Linked DNA regions of Gossypium hirsutum: region 2 is linked to region 1. A link is a contact called in public Hi-C data. All regions are on one chromosome and are shown on one strand. The core of a region is the stretch at or near the end of the contact, and the rest is flanking DNA. Distances in the headings are between cores, read along the strand shown. Region 1 holds the start of LOC107895105 (sucrose transport protein SUC8). Region 2 holds the start of LOC121212431 (vesicle transport protein GOT1).

Region 1 (2,700 bases), core at 108-2,607:
CGTGAATACCTATATTTTTAACGAGTATTCTAAAAAATACATAATGGTGCGGCCTGACATAGTGGCAGAACCTAAAAAGATATTTTTTAAGAAGCTGATGATTGGCTAATAATGAGGGGACAGTGCCACCGGTGAGTCAGGAGGCATTGGCGGTCATTTTTGAGAACAAGTCATTTACGTACATTAATTTTTTACTTGGACCATTTTCATAAATAATTCTTTTAGGATTAATTGCGTAAAAAAGCCCCCTATTCCCGACATGTGACATATATATTGTCTTAAAATTATTTAAATTTGAAATCAAATTGATAGAATGTGTTAGTATTAGAGGGTTAAATTTGTTATCAAACCAGTAAAATAAACTCATGTTAGCATTTTCATCAAATTTTAAATGGCTCCAAAAATTTTGATTCCGAATAGATTAATGTTAACATAAAAAAAATAAAAATTTAAGGGATAAATCCCAAAGATGTACAAGAAATATGGTTTAATATGCAATTGCATATATGAACTTTGATTTGTGCAATTTTACACATGAAATTTTGATTTGACCCAATTTTGTAAATTATTAACACAATTATTGATATAACATCATTTTATGTTTATATATTGTATATATAAATAATTATATTTATCCAATATAAAAAAAATTTAATGTATTTATTTCTTTAAATTCGCATGATCAAATCAAAATTAAAGTTTTAAATATATATTAAAACTATAATTAAAGTTTTATATGTATAATTGCACCAAATTAAAACTTATATATATAATTACATATTAAATCAAAATATATATAATTTTAAAATTAATCCCAAAATTTAATAAAAAATACAACACGAATAATAATTTAATCAACATTTCTATACTTCATCCAAATATAATATTAATCCTAATACAAAATTCTTATACGATTTCAATGGAAATGACACCAATTGAATTTAGCTTTTTTGGCGGTAGAAACAAATTAAATATAATACTTGAAAATTTTACCTTCAAAATTATTTTTATTAATTCCCTCCCATCTACTTCTGAATTTCTTACCAAAATCAAAATAGAAGGTTATAATAATAATAATAATAATAATAATTGAATAAACATTTAACCTCGACGCAAGTCTCAAATCTTTAATTTAAAATTAAATAAGTTCCATTCACCCAAAGCAAAAAAAAAAAAAAAAAAAGCCAAAATAGGAAAGATGTAATTATGAGATTCCATCAATTGGGCAACTTACTTGGATTCGTTACAACCAAGCTTTATCCATATATTGAATCCACAAATAGTATATACTTGTACACACTCAAATTTATTTTAAAAGTTATTAACTATTTTTAACCATATATAATTTCTTGTGCCCTATATAAATATCATCTTATTTATGATTCACTCACACTTCACACCATCAAGACATATATACACCATATATGCTGATTGCACTTTTCCATCAATCATCAGTTTCTTGTTATTCTTTTTTATCTGTATGATAAGAGCGCCATGGAGACAGGTCAAACCGTAACCCCGATCCCGCTATGGAATATTGTGGTGATTTCAGCCATTGCCGCCGGGATCCAATTCGGATGGGCTCTGCAACTTTCTCTTCTAACCCCTTATGTCCAAACCCTTGGTGTTCCTCACGTCTGGGCTGCTTTCATTTGGCTTTGTGGTCCCATCTCCGGCCTCGTCGTTCAACCCATTGTAGGCTACAGCAGTGACCGTTGTACCTCTCGCATCGGTCGTCGCCGACCCTTCATTGCTGTTGGAGCTTGTTTCGTTGCCGTCGCTGTTTTCATGATTGGCTTCGCCAAAGACATCGGTCACCGATCTGGTGATTCACTGCAAAATCCCACAAAGCCTAGGGCCGTTGCCATCTTCGTTACAGGTTTTTGGATCCTCGATGTGGCTAACAACATGTTACAAGGTCCATGCCGCGCTTTCTTGGCTGACCTTTCGTCGAATGATCATAAAAGAATGAGGATCGCCAATGCGTGGTTCTCGTTTTTCATGGCTGTTGGCAACGTTTTAGGTTATGCAGCTGGTTCCTTCTCAGATCTCCACAAGCTCCTACCCTTCACACAAACAACCGCCTGTGATGTTTACTGTGCAAACCTCAAAACTTGTTTCATAATTGACATTGTTTTCCTCCTGTCTATCACAATAACCGCCATTACCACCGTGAAAGAGACACCAATAACAAGAAAGGAAGCTGGAGACGAAGAGGACAACGAAGGAAGGTCATCGGGGCGGCCTTTCTTTGCGGAGTTAGTGATGGCATTCAAGACCCTGAAAAAACCAATGTGGATCTTGCTTCTGGTGACATGCCTTAATTGGATGGCATGGTTTCCATTCTTGTTGTACGACACTGACTGGATGGGGGCGGAAGTATACGGAGGGAAAGTGAAGGGGAGTGCAAGCCAACAAAAATTGTACGACGAGGGAGTGCGTGCGGGTGCGTTGGGTCTAATGATAAACTCCATAGTGTTGGCGTTCGCGTCGTTGGGGTTAGAGCCTGTGAGCCGGTTGATAGGTGGAGTGAAGAACATGTGGGGGGTGGTGAACTTGATATTGGCAGCATGCTTGGCGGGGACGGTGTGGATCACCAAGGTGGCGGAGGCATGGAGGGGTGAACATGGACCACAAATCTTGACCCCTCCACCAACCAGAATCAAAACCTCTGCCTTGGCTTTGTTTGGGTTGTTGGGT
Region 2 (2,700 bases), core at 157-2,656, 430 kb before region 1:
ATCACAGGTTTAGACCTAAACTAAAAAGATTAGATTCTAGTAAAATAAGAGTTAACAAAATTGTCCATATCACATATAGCTAAGGTGTTGGTAAAAGTCTTACCACCAAATAATCTAATAAATTATTTACATATTGTAAGATATTCTGCAATACTCCTATGAAATTGCAATAACCCTAAACTGTTTCCATTAGCATTTGTATACAAAATCCACATGTAAGAGGGTTCGTCATTTTGTTCAACTTAAACAACACCATCATAAGCAACTCCAAGAAGGTGTGGTGCACACGCTTCACCAAGCATAAATGCATGCATAAATAAATTTAACAATGAGAACTACATCCTATTGAACTATCCTATATATTTGAACTTTGAATAATAAGGGGTGTACATATCAATTAGAAATCCTTCACCATCTACGCACATCAAATGTGATCAACGGAGCTCCACTAGTAAATCATTTTGGAGTTTGACTAACATCAATTTATTAGAATTACCAGTTAATATATGTTTCTTAATAAAGCAGCATAACTTACCAAACAACTCCGAATAGCTTACTAAAATATTTGTTCGGATAATAAATAATAAAAAATATTCTTTCTAAGGAAATATATTCGACTGACTTTGCCATAATAATTTAACGTCTAATATAAATTAGCACATCAAATCATTCCCAGATTGCCTCAACGTAAAATAACATGGACACTTCAAAGACTTTCCTAACTTAACAGCAGTTACAAAATTTTACCAACATGCATAATAATAAATAAAAATCCCAAGATAAACGATGAACCAAGTCCAGAGATCTGAATTTCACAAAAATTTCTAGGGATTGCACAATGCATATTTCAAGCATCAAACCTCCATCGGAAAAAAAAAGTATCACACCGAACAGAAGTTTCACAAAATCACAGATTCATAGATGCGTTAATTGAATGAAAAGAAGCACAGAAAGCACAGAAAATGGAAGATAAAAGCTCACTTTTTCGATCATTCATTTCAAAGGAAACCATTTGGCTGATTCTTCAGATACCTGTTACTTTCAAAAAGCAAAACAAATAAGAAACGGAATCATGTGAGAGAATCAGGGGAAAAAAGGAGAAAACAGAATTTAATAATTAAATACAGATCTAATAGAGTACAGACTCCACATAAAAAAGAAGAAAAACAAATCTTAAATAAAAAATCCCGCTTGTTTACAGAGAGGAAAAAGAAGTAATTTCTCGGTAATCAAACAGAGAAAGAAAAGAAACAACTACCTGAAAGTGATTGAGAAATTCAGAAATGGGAAGCGAGCGAGCGAAAGAGGGAGCCGCGAGTTAATGTAAATAAAACAAGTTGAAAAAATACTTGAGATAACAAAAATATATAAAATTTTAAAAATTTTTATTTAGCATCTCTGTTTACATGAGAAGTAACTGAAATGACATAAAACTCCTCATCATCAACTTATATTTTCCAAAAGCAGTCCATCAAAAGAGGCAATGTAAAGTTTATGTGACCACTTGTAGTAGCAGAAGCAGAAGCTTTTCCATTGCTGCATTGCTAAAAAATGCACATTCTGGTATTAAAATATTGTAACTGAATATTATATATTATATTAATTGAAATTATATAATATATTAATTTCGTTTATTGACAACCGGAATCCGAATTAACCTTAATAATCAAGATAATGAAAACTTAGAAAAAGCGTGGATTAATTCAGATTGGACCGACTTTGGGTAATTCCTAGTAAAAGTATCTCCTCCGTCTGGTGGTGGATCTTCTCAAAGTCCGCTTGATGAGTCCTTAGTTTAGAACAAGGTAGCTGCTAATGCTTCCAATCTATTAATTATGATATCATTTATAATTAACCTCTCATTGTTGAGTCCAGAAATACTCATTACTGTGTTGCTATCTGATATTACAACATCTCTCCTCTATAAAACATCTCGTGTTTTTTGTTGCTTACTCTCCTTTTTAGCTAAGCCTGTAAGGACTGATTTTCTATCAAATTAATTAATATATAGTCGTCAACACCAATCTGCATTTGCAATAAATCCAAGGAGTGAAGACCTTCTATACATCATTCATGAGAAAAGCAATAAACGATGTGTTTTTACACTGAAAAGCATTGCGGTGTCGGCGAGGGAAGCATCATCAATGGCTTTGTAGTTCCATTAAAAGAGAACCACAAGCTGTTGTTGACGAGAGTGCTTCTCCCACAGTACAACACCAGTAGCTTGCAAGTTTGCAAGTTCAGCATAAGCAGCTGGCTTATTGCATTTCTCAGTTTGTACTTGGGGAAGTGGTGGTTAGGGAGATTCTAAGATATTGGCCAGTTACTAATTGTCAAAAAGAAATTATAGTTATAGGAGAACAGGATGAGGTGGTGGAGAATATGGATCCAGATCAGGCCCCTCTGCACCCAAATAACAAGGTGTTCCAACAGTTAACACAAAATGTGAAGGCCATGGATCCAACTCTATACTACAGGTGCCTTACAGAAATGGGTCATCGGGAATCAGAAGAAATCAAGAGGAAACAGAAATAGTGACAATTTATGCACATCAATAATAAGCTCTTCCATTCAACAATATATGCATGTCTTGTTCTCATTGAACTGAAGTGCAAGGCGTCGTATTTTGTGCTGCCACTAACTTCAGCAATTAGAAAACATGAAACCTTAGTGACGACAACTAAGAAAGTGGCTATGAAT

The links. Hi-C and Micro-C count contacts between places; a contact is called where the count stands out from the background.
Region 2: a contact with region 1 is called in a Hi-C map of leaf, with 5 times the contacts expected there. The contact joins the promoter of LOC121212431 here to the promoter of LOC107895105 in region 1. A contact is called at or near these places in 13 of 34 Hi-C or Micro-C datasets (anther, hypocotyl, leaf and 1 more).

What each region holds. Positions count from the first base shown.
Region 1 is chrA13:87,446,674-87,449,373 of Gossypium_hirsutum_v2.1, reverse strand. LOC107895105 (sucrose transport protein SUC8) reads left to right here and starts at 1,357. Exons shown (of 4, transcript XM_016820336.2): 1 at 1,357-2,700. The coding sequence starts at 1,495.
Region 2 is chrA13:87,872,360-87,875,059 of Gossypium_hirsutum_v2.1, reverse strand. It overlaps LOC121212431 (vesicle transport protein GOT1), which reads right to left and starts at 1,406. Exons shown (of 7, transcript XM_041085043.1): 1 at 1,259-1,406; 2 at 982-1,032. The coding sequence starts at 1,012.